Linked DNA regions of Zea mays: regions 2 and 3 are each linked to region 1. The links are chromatin contacts, called in public Hi-C maps. All regions are on one chromosome and are shown on one strand. The core of a region is the stretch at or near the end of the contact, and the rest is flanking DNA. Distances in the headings are between cores, read along the strand shown. Region 1 holds the start of LOC103638329 (sodium/hydrogen exchanger 4). Region 2 holds the start of LOC100283980 (lipid binding protein). Region 3 holds the start of LOC103638326 (mannan endo-1,4-beta-mannosidase 6).

What was found. Hi-C and Micro-C count contacts between places; a contact is called where the count stands out from the background.
Region 2: a contact with region 1 is called in a Hi-C map of ear, with 2.5 times the contacts expected there. The contact joins the promoter of LOC100283980 here to the promoter of LOC103638329 in region 1. A contact is called at or near these places in 3 of 25 Hi-C or Micro-C datasets (bundle sheath, ear and tassel).
Region 3: a contact with region 1 is called in a Hi-C map of leaf, with 5 times the contacts expected there. The contact joins the promoter of LOC103638326 here to the promoter of LOC103638329 in region 1. A contact is called at or near these places in 2 of 25 Hi-C or Micro-C datasets (leaf and tassel).

What each region holds. Positions count from the first base shown.
Region 1 is chr9:47,329,384-47,333,212 of Zm-B73-REFERENCE-NAM-5.0, reverse strand. It overlaps LOC103638329 (sodium/hydrogen exchanger 4), which reads right to left and starts at 2,039. Exons shown (of 14, transcript XM_008661274.3): 1 at 1,677-2,039; 2 at 1,468-1,586; 3 at 1,262-1,359; 4 at 1,030-1,089; 5 at 900-946; 6 at 634-828; 7 at 504-550; 8 at 350-416; 9 at 169-269; 10 at 1-35. The coding sequence starts at 1,859.
Region 2 is chr9:46,834,426-46,838,254 of Zm-B73-REFERENCE-NAM-5.0, reverse strand. LOC100283980 (lipid binding protein) reads left to right here and starts at 1,729. Exons shown (of 6, transcript NM_001156878.1): 1 at 1,729-2,151; 2 at 3,371-3,510. The coding sequence starts at 1,747.
Region 3 is chr9:46,922,617-46,926,445 of Zm-B73-REFERENCE-NAM-5.0, reverse strand. LOC103638326 (mannan endo-1,4-beta-mannosidase 6) reads right to left here and starts at 2,099. Exons shown (of 5, transcript XM_008661272.2): 1 at 1,422-2,099. The coding sequence starts at 1,805.

The DNA.
Region 1 (3,829 bases), core at 790-3,289:
TCTCGGCAATGAAAGATAATGTTGCAAATATATGCCTGCAGACACATCCATAAGAATCAAGGATGACTTCGCAACAGCATAAACATTGCTGAGAATGGATCCGAATAGACCAATCGAACACAGCATTCGATTCTTAAGAAATGTTTGGACATTGATTATTGAGCTCACTTTGTTGTAATCCTTGAGCTCTCTGTCACGTTGTGCCATGCATAATGGGACATGACAATGCCGCAAAAGAACACGGTCAAAATTCCACTCAGCTCTAGCAACTGCAGAACATGCAGCATCTTGGGATGAATTGTGGAAGTGCATAATGTAAGTACTAGGAGATAAAATTTGGTAATCTTACCTCTGCCAGCATATACGATAGATAGGCCATGAGAGCCATCAAGGCAACCTCTCTATCGGTCGAATGCCTGAACAAAATATGGGGAAGAGATTTGAAAGATAAAAGAGTAGCAGATGAACACAAACTAAACCGATCGGTAACAACGATTACTCACCTACCAAAATACAGAGCTTTGAGAACATATGCAGTTACTAGACCGATCTGACAAATTTGCGGTAAAGAGTTAAGGGTGTACAAAGAAATGGCACTAATGCATATATATGGAAGAAAAAAACAGTTCTTACTGAGATTCCGAGGACAGTGCTGGTTGCAAAGAGATAGAGGAAGTCAAATATCACTTTTAGCACAACCCCACCCTTGAGCCGACTGATATCGAGATCCTTGATGGCATTGAAAAGAACGACCGCCGTTGCATCGTTGACAACTCCTTCTCCAAACACCAGGCTGTACAGCCTTGGTGTCTCATCTTGGTTTATGACCTGCGTTTCAGCTCCGTGTGTTAAGCAGATGGAAGTGGGACAAAGTGTTAAGGATTCAGAATGCAGCAGACCTGCAACGTGCACACGGTGTCTGTTGAAGAAAATATGGCTCCCAGTGCTGCAGATGGACATGAGATCAGTACAAATTTCATGACAGGACAGAGAGCAGTCTATGAGTGACACAAATAAAGGAAGACAAACCTAAATAATCTACCGCACCAAGTTCTCCAAACCCGACTTTCGGGAAGAGCCAATAGCAGCCTGATATTAACCAGACGAAGTACATGTCATTGTCAGTCACCAATGGTGAGGAAGTTGTGCATTGCGAATGAGCCTAGGTTTTACTAGTTGCAATATTGAACTGTATACAGAATAATAGATGAATATATACCATCGATATGAACAAAGAGCTAACGAATCAGTAAAAACCTACCTGCCGAAACTATTGCACCTGAGATGAAAACGCCGAACACGCCGAAGGACATGATGGTCATGAAGTTGTGGAAGAACTGCTTTTTCTTGACCTGAAACCTGTAGGCAAACAACAGTCATATCCAGAACACTCGAGTAGGCATCTGATCGAAGCTCTCAGTCACGCCATTACAAATACTACCTTGCAAGTGGACCAAGCATGCATACCCGGCGTTGAAGATTATCGGTGGAAGCACGTAGATGAAGAAGAGCTGCTCATCGAACCGCAGGATGTGTGAGTGCTTCCCCTTGGTCAGCAGAAATACGATCACTCCTATGATGCACCCCTGGCAAAAGAAAATCGTAGAAAATAGTTGTTGTTGACAATGAAATACTACTTATTATCAGTGAAAATTTGGCGGGGATTGGATTCGTACGATGACGAGGGCGGTGATGGACTCATTGACCCACTTGTTCTCCTCGAGGAGGTGGCCCGCGACGAGGCACAGGCACAGCACCGTCGTGAACATGCAGATGGACACCACCGTGGTGCTGCTCCCACCGGTTCCATCCGCCGCCGCTGCCACCACCAGCGTCTCCCACCACGCCGCCGCCGCCATGGATTCTCTGTCGCATGTCTCTCGCACCCGTGTCCTCTGTTTTTGCTGCCGCCGTGTGAGGGACGATTTTGGCGCGTAGCCAGGGGCCAGGGGGGTGCCTTGGAAACAGCAGTGCACGTCACGGCGGCACGCGTGATGGACCTTGGCACCGTGCCTGCGTGGTACATGATCCCAGGAGCCACGTCTGTGGGAGGACTCCTCGGGGCTGCTCCAGGGGACCGCTCAAGATGAGCTCTGAATCTTTTAAAGACTGACACTGACAATCACTCTTTTTTCTAAGTTGTTTTATGTTTTCCTTAATTAACGAAACGGCGATATATCATTTTAGAGTAAAGTCTGTTTCATCCTGAAACTGTCTCTATTTTTAACACTACAGCAGAAAAGAGTTTTGTAATATCTGTTGACCTATAATGCCATTCAAATAGTACTGAAGACTAAGATCTTATTCTCTAGTCTGACCTGATACTAAAAATATATTAATTAAGATTTCTATAAAGAACTAAAATAAAGCAACACAATTAAAATAATATGATCCCTTCCTTCTTTCTTGATTCTTTTATGAGAAAGAGGTAAAACGTAGAGAGAAGGTTGAAAACAATTATGAAACGAAATATAAGCTTCATTTATTCCTATTCTTTTCTTCGATTACACATTATTATAAAACTAGTACTTTGCTCGCGCTTCGCGCGAGTTCTATAAACGTTATATTTGAACAGTTGAATTATATATATCTTAAATTAGATAGCAACTCAAATTACAACATCAGAAACTTACATAATGTTATCCTGAACATTATCTTGACAGGAATTACATAATTTCTTGGATTGGAACAAAGGTGGGACTTTAAATAGCATATAAATCAAAGTGCACATTACCTCAATAGGAGTCAAAGCATTTCATGGACAGTAAATGATAGTCGCCTAGAGGGGGGTGAATAGGGCGAAACTGAAATTTACAAATATACACACAACTACAAGCCGGGTTAGCGTTAGTAATGAAGAAACGAGTTCGCGAGAGAGGGCGCAAAACAAATCCCAAGCGAATAAGCAAGTGAGACACGGAGATTTGTTTTACCGAGGTTCGGTTCTTGCAAACCTACTCCCCGTTGAGGAGGCCACAAAGGCCGGGTCTCTTTCAACCCTTCCCTCTCTCAAACGATCCACGGATCGAGTGAGCTTTCTCTTCTTAATCACACGGGAACAAAACTTCCCCGCAAGGGCCACCACACAATTGGTGCCTCTTGCCTTGGTTACAAATGAGTGTTGATCACAAGAACAAGTGAGAAAGAAAGAAAGCGATCCAAGCGCAAGAGCTCAAAAGAACACAAGCAAATCACTCTCTCTAGTCACTATGGCGTTGTGTGGAATTTGGAGAGGATTTGATCTATTTGGTGTGTCTAGAATTGAATGCTAGAGCTCTTGTAGTAGTTGGGGAGTGGAAAACTTGGATGCAATGAATGGTGGGGTGGTTGGGGTATTTATAGCCCCAACCACCAACTTGACCGTTGGTGGAGGCTGTCTGCGCGATGGCGCACCGGACAGTCCGGTGCACACCGGACAGTCCGGTGCCCCTGCCACGTCATCACTGCCGTTGGATTCTGACCGTTGGAGCTTCTGACTTGTGGGCCCGCCTGGGTGTCCGGTGCACACCGGACATGCACTGTTCCTTGTCCGGTGTGCCGGAGTGGGCGCGCCTGACATCTGCGCGCGCAGAGCGCGCAATTAATGCGCCGCAGGTAGCCGTTGGCGCGGAGACGACCGTTGCTCCGGAGTCGCACCGGACAGTCCGGTGCACACCGGACAGTCCGGTGAATTATAGCGGACTAGCCGTTGGAGTTTCCCGAAGCTGGCGAGTTCCTGAGGCCGACCTCCCTTGGCGCACCGGACACTGTCCGGTGTACACCGGACAGTCCGGTGAATTATAGCGGAGTCGCCTCTAGAAATTCCCGAAGGTGGCGAGTTTGAGCTGGA
Region 2 (3,829 bases), core at 480-2,979, 490 kb after region 1:
AAGGCAAAGCGCTTACAAGTATCAAAATTTGGGATGATTCTTCAAACAAAGATGATCCTCTAAGGACTCGCAGTTACCGCTCTTCATCACACTCCTCACAACCATCACACAAATGTCTTACGACAAGAGGTAATTCTAGTATCCCATCCTCTAGTGATGATAATAATGATGAGTGTGAGGGAGAGAGAAAGCCCTCCTTAGATGAACTTGCATATGTCGTCAAGTTTTTTGAGGATGTGTGTACTCAACAAAAGGCTCAACTTAAAATCTTTAAAAAATAAGTTGATTAACTCTCAAAATGATTATAAATGTTTGATAGAAAATTTAAAACATTTGCAAATTTGAATTGCGAGCTAACAACTAAAATTGAGCAATTAGGGTCTAAAGCTCCATCCTCAACTATCGATGATAGTCTTGTTAAAAAGAATGAAAAACTTAAAGCTAAATTAGCTAGCTCTCAGGATACAATTGAAAACTTGATAGAGAAAATGAAAATTCTTAGCATTCACAATAATGAGCTAATTAATAAGCTAGAAAACATCGGTAGCACCCAAGGGCATGTTTAGTTGAAATTAGTAAAATTATTAAAAAAAGATGCTTCTACTTCTTGCCTTAACTTAATTGATGATTCTAATCCCTACAATCAAGTTCTTGTTAAGAATGTTATTATAGAAATATATTCGGATGAGATTGCGATGTTGAATGAGCAACTAAGATAAGAGGTGACTCGTCTAGGAAAGACTTTGTATGATAAGAAAAACAAAGCCAACTATATTAAAGTTTGAAATAAGAGATGAATAAAAGATGAAATAAGAGAGCTGCTGGAAATAGCACTAAAAATACACTTCTTTGATAATTTTATTAAATTTATTATGAAATATATTTAAGTAGTGTATAATTATCGGATATAGATAGCCTTAAAAAGCACTTCTTTGATAATTTTATTAAATTTATTATGAAATATATTTGAGGAGTGTATAATTACATGATATCTAGTAGATCGTAGATGCTAGTATATTTTTATGTGTTTCGTCGTGCGTCGTCTGCTCTAGTGAGCATAGCGAGTGGATAAACTTTCTCTCTTCCGCGAGGATTCGAACCCTACTTCCTTGGTATAAAGTGTTTGACTTCTACCACTGTAACTTATGTCTATTTGTGCTATATAAAAATCTACCTATATGATATATAGAAACATAGAAATGTCTGGACAACTAGTTCAACTAACTAGTTAGAACTATAATAAAGAAGTTCAAATAAATTAGGAGAAAAAACGACCTACATCCACAAGTTTAATACACAACGAAAAAGGAGCTAAAACCTGCTACCCATTACCTAAAATCGATTTTGCCTGAACTCAGATCCGATTTATCCGACCTGATTTACCGGATCACTAATTTAGATAGCATGTCTAAAAATCAGATTGGGTAATTCGAAATACTTGTATTGTTGTAATGTAATTGTAAATTTATGATGTATCAATATATAAAAAATGAACTTTAGTTAATAGGTATGAGACTTGCACGTAGTGTGGTGTGTTTGTGCGGAACTAAATGAGTTCGATTTTTCGGGTATCCAAATTTTAAGTAAAAATTATAAACAAGTATATTTCAGATCTTAATTCTCATTAGGTAAATTTCAATTATGTAAAAGAAAATATCGGGTAAACCTACCGCGCAGCGTCTACTCAATCACTACTTCACCTTCCTTCTACGCTCCCACAGTCCAGGCGTCCACCCCAAAACAATCATGACTCGTCTCTGTCCCCTTCACCTCCTCCTCATCGCTGCCGCGGCGGCGTCTGCCAGCGGTGCCGACGAGGCGCACGTCTCCATCGCGGTCGCGGAGAAGGGCCTGGCCTTCGCCAAGGACGTGCTTATCAGCGAGGCCGTGCGGTCGCTGACCCCTCTTCGCCTCCCCGGGGTGGAGAAGGCCGTCCGCGTGCCCTTCCTTGGCGGCATCCGCGTTGCCGCCTCCAACATCACGCTATTCCACCTAGACGTCGGGGACAACTCCACTATCTTCCCCGGAGACTCGGGCCTTCTCGTCGTCGCCTCCGGCATCACCGCCAACATCAGTATGCATTGGAGCTACTGCTACGATTCGTGGTTGTTTCCCATAGAGATCACCGACAGCGGAACGGCCTCAATCCTGGTAATTGGGAGGGGGAGGGGTGTCCATAGCTGTTGCTGATTGTGCTTAGATTTTTATGTGAATTGTACAAACGTTGTATTGTATAGTTGGCTGTGATGGTATGCATGCCTACTATCACCACCGCTCTACCCCATATGTCTCATTAATTACCTAAACTGCCACCGAATACTAATCAGTTTCACACCTGTCCTATTCTTCGCTTGGAATTGAGGTTACCTTATATAGTTATATTTATATATATTTAAATGTTTGACTTGTTATGCTGTTGCAAGCGAAGGGACAATTTTGCTTCTTGTAGAAAACTGAGCATATAGAGTTAACAAGGACGGATATACTCTCTTGATGAAGTTTCTTCATATCAAATTCTAACGATGGTCTTGTGAACCTCTCTTAATAACATCTTGACTAAATTTTGGGCTTTAGTAGGACAGTTATCTCCTTAGATCCTTTATTAGTTCAATCACAACTAATGGTGGCACAGAACGTTTCGTCAGTTGATATTGGTTTACGTTGGATAGGAATGACATCATGAGTTTACATGCTTCTATCAAATTAGCGTGGCTGCCTTTCTTCCAGGGATCTTCATTAGTTTTCATATTTAGTTAAGTTGTAGTTCCCCTTATTTCTATCAAGAATAGTCTTCCGATAAGGCAGTAACACAAATGCTACATGGCATCTCCTGTTTGAAGTCAGAATGGTGCATCATGCTGCAAATCTTCTGGTATCAGATTTTTTTTTCAAGATACCAATCATCAATCAGTTCTAGATAGGCTTGTATGTTTCAACTTTAACAAAAAAAATGATGGACTATGTAAATAAATATTTGAATGATCATGAACTCACGGTATAAAACAATTGTGGGTATCATTGTTTCTAGGTCGTTATTTGGCTGGTTACTTTCGAATACTATTAGTTTGGGAACCTATCATGACACGGTACCGGCTGGACATCGGTAACTTGTCAGTTCTGGTATTTATGGCTATTCCAATCTTTATTTACCCCTTAATTGCACTTCTTTAATAATTTGACCCCCATCGGGAAAAATCTAATTCTTTTGTATTTCAGCAACAACTCTTGATGGATAGTTTTTTTTTCTTTATTGAGGATTTATCTAGCCACTACTTATGCTACACAGTATGCTTAGTGCTCTAGCTTTAAAGTTTTGACATCTTTTATTCTGCTTACTGAGAGGAAGAAACTATCCCTCTTTATTTGTAAGGTTCAAGGAATGGAAGTTGGGATAACCATGGTTATAAAGAACAAGAATGGGAGTTTGGCTCTGTCTGTTTCACAGTGTGGTTGTTATGTGAAGGACCTAGTGATATCCCTGGATGGTGGAGCATCTTGGTTTTATCAAGGGTATGCTTTCCTTTTGCAACTTTGTAGATGGATTCATGTACTGCTTTTTAAAAATATGGCGAGGTAAAATTTTATTAATGTCTGATGATTGACTATTTGGTGTATTTGTTTGGACATGAAAAAACAGCAGGGGAAGCCCCCACTGTTAATGTCTGAAAGTGATCTCTCATTTAGTAAAGAATACTTATCTTTTGCTGCAATACATGGTTGTTTTGATGGTTTTACCTACATTCCAGTGAGGTCTGCATGTTTTATGTGCCTTCTGGCATGCGCTACATCTCAAGCTCCTGGACAAAAATTATGATATCTACTGTATTTA
Region 3 (3,829 bases), core at 850-3,349, 410 kb after region 1:
AACTACTTGGACCTGCTAAAAGGATTAGGAGCTTTTCTTCAAAGTTGTTGAGGTTCTTTTCATCACACGAAATTATGCCAATAAGATTCGTACAATCACCAAAAACATTGTAGTCCAATGGATGTAACAGTTATCTGGTTTGTTGGTAAATGATTTAATGTGTAAGATGCAGGGGCGGGCCCCATTGAATTCAAGGGTATTCAAATGAATACCCATTATTTTTGGCAAAAGAACTTCAATATATATATACATGTATATAGTGTATATGCATGGAAAATAAAAAATGAATCAAAAAAATAAAGGAATTATGTTAATTTGGACTAAAAGATCCTTCCTACCTCTCATACCTAACTAATCCAATCGTTTTTCGTGGACCATGAAGCCCAACGGAGCGACAAAGTCCACGTCATTACCTCACCACAAAAAAATCCCCAAACCCTATAGTAGTTGCACCATGGTAGAGCCACCATATGCGCCAGCAACCAAGTCGTGGTCACATCTTGCAGCCCCACATGCCAAGGAGACACCAGCACCTCCGTTGAGACATCGTGGCTCTACGGCGCAGCTAGGTGCCCAGACTTGGCCGACTAACTGCCATTGTGTTGTATCTGGTCTCGTTGTTGTGTCGTATGTCGTCCGTCGTCCAAGGCTTCAATCCATCGTAGTCAGAACGTCACCGCATGACAAGACAGACAACCAAGGACAAGGTCCCATCGTGCCAATGTCCAAGCCTACCCAGCTAGTGGACACCCGACCTGACCTCCCCTGCTTTGCTGCTTGCAGTACTGGGCTGCAGATGGGGCATTAGCGATTGGAAAATACCAAAGTGGACAAGTAGCCAGCTATCAACTAATCAACAACCAACTGGTGCATTTCGATTTAAAACTTTTGAAATAGTTGTATGAAATTTGAGTTTAGTAGACTAGTTATTGAATCAGTGATGACCATAGCGTGTGTGCTTAATTATAGGTTATACATATATATAATTAACTATATACATCGATAGACATGTTTTAATCTTTCAAAAAATCATCCTATAAAAAATTTCGAATACCCATCCTCTAAATCCTGGGCCCGCCACTGGTAAGATGGGTTACCAAATAAGTCTATTCCAATCAGCTCATGTGTGCCATGGTCGTGGTAACTGGTAACAAAGCATTCTTGTAAGTCACAATGTTCACATGGTGCATAGCCCATCGAATCCACGTGCTTACACATGCACCTGTTTGGCTGTTTGTTAGCTACATTTCGATGTAACTTATGTTATGCTTTTGGCTCAAGAGAATCACAACAGGACATTCGTTAGTTAAATTCAGAAGGTGGAACCGGTTCTACTCTAGATGACAGTCAAAACAAATTGCGCCGTTCCAATAGCTTTTGTAGGTGGGAAGAGAAGGGAATGAAGAAGGAGCAATCCGCACCTGGAAAACAGGCTCGCTAAACCGGCCTGGGGAGATCTGCAGCGCGCCGGGGCCACCGTCGCTGAATGCCCATGTGCGGCATATCGTCAGCCCCATGCGGCGGCCGCGGCGCAGCATCTCGACGGACAACGAGGGAGACCGGGCCGAGAGGAGCCAGTACGAGTTCCAGCCGTTGATGTAGATCGGCGCGCCAGTGAGGGTGTCGACGAAGTGGGTGCCGGCGCGGCCCACGAAGGACATCCGCGGCTGCAGCCACGGCATGGGGAGCTTGAACCCACCAGGGCCGCCGGCGGAGGGGCCGTGGCCTGGATGCCAGTTCAGGTAGGCCAGGGCCAGGAGGAGGAGGACGCCTAGGAGGCTGTACATGCGCGTCCCCCTCCACATTGGTCGTCCGCCGCAGCCGCCCACGCGGCGCAGTTGGGTGTCGAGATTTTCGCGGTGTTTTGGCCGCGTTTTCGCGTGGTTCCGGGGCCCTTGCGTTGCGGCTGCCTCAGGCGCTGGAGCCTGGAGGAAGCGAAACGAGTCCACTAGCTGAGCTGCTCAGATCTTCGGAGGCGCGAGCGCGATCACACGGACGCCGGCGTGCAGGCCTGCAGGGACAGTTGTCCTGGGCCCTGGCAGCTGACGAACGATCCGGACTAATCCGTGAGCGGCAGGAGCTCCAATCGTTTGTTTCTTAGCCATCTCTAGCAGTCGGACACTCATAAAAGGTGAAGATTAAAATAAAAGTGAGATAGAAGTGAAAACGTGAAATGGAGAGTCTGCAGAAAATAGTCTCTAACAATGAACACTGAAAATAAGATAAAGTTATATAAGCACTGAAAAAAATATTTTTTCTCTAATACACTCTCAAAATAAGATAAAGTTATATAAGCACCTAATTGAAATATTTCTCCCTAAATGCCACTACCCAATAATTCCTACACTTGCTATCCATTGCCTCCACCAACTATGCTAAGAGCAATTTCAATAGTTATGTATAATTGTACTATCTAAATCTTAGATTTTATCAAGTCCTCAAATAATATAGAAAACACACAAACTTATCTTCTCTAACAGTTCTCTATATATTACTTTTTAAATATGTCAACAGTTTAAGTGGGTCCACCTAATTTTTCTTATTTTTTTATCTTTCTTTTGCAACTCGATCTCAAAATTGTGGAAGTGACGATGGATTCAACCCGATGAGCCGTGTTGGCTTTTGATTGGTTGCTGCAATTGTTTATTCGTTTATTTTTTTATGTGCATGTGCTGCTATTGTATTATTAAATATTTAATCTCTAACCGAGTAGCTGCCACAATTGTTCATCACTGGCGATCTGTGCATAGCTATGTTAATCTATCTTTACTGTAGAGTGGAGAAAAGGCACCGAAATAAAAAAAATCTCAATTATTTGTTTATAGAGTTGGTAAATGGTTGCCACACATAGAGAAAAAATGGGGTTTTATGAGAAGTAGCTAAATTTAAAAAAAATCATTTAGAGAGTTGTTCGAGAGAAATTTCTAGGTTAACTATCTAAATTATTGATTCAGAGAGTCTTTTAGAGAACTATTGAAGTTACTCTAAGTGACCACTAAATAGTTGTAAATAAAAAGAGATTGGTGATAATACTATAAATATAATTATGAAGTAGAAGAAGAGTTTTAAGGTACGTTTGGTTCAGCCGTGAGGTGTTAAAAAAGCTATACTGGGTTGTTTGCTGTGAAATAGTTGTCGTGAGAAAAAAAGCTAAAAGTGGTTTAGTTCAAATTATTGTGAGTTGTCCACTATAATCAAAATATATATTATTTTATAGACTTTATTCAACTATATCTCTTAATTAATATATCTAATTAAAAGTCGATTTCACATTTGCATTCATGCTATTTTTACAAATAAATCAAATTTACAATTTAATTTTTAATATTTTAAATAAAATATGTTTATTTCATTTATTATAACACTTAATTAATTTTAATATTTTAAATTTCTATCTGCATTATCTATTTACTAATATAACAAAATTAGATAAGCAACAAAAACAGGTTTCAAGCTGGTTTCAATTTTGGACTATAAAAAGCTGCTTTTTCAACCCTTTTTTTCAAAGCAGAAACAAGTTCAAAAAGTTGAACCAAATGCATCCTTAACAAATAAAGCAGCAAATAAATATATTATAGATCTTAAATAATAAGATAACAATAATGGCCCATTAATTGTATTGTACAAGCTTCACAAATGATATCTCATCATAAGCATACAAACACAGGCACCATAGCTTTCACACGCCTCACATTAACTTCACAAAACCAAACAATAGATCCACAGTAGTACTATTGGAGCGAAGGTCGTGTGCCCCCTCGATCAGTTTTCTTTAACATCAATTGGACAGGTGCGACATGAAGCGAAGGGTACCTCGGCCGGTATCAAA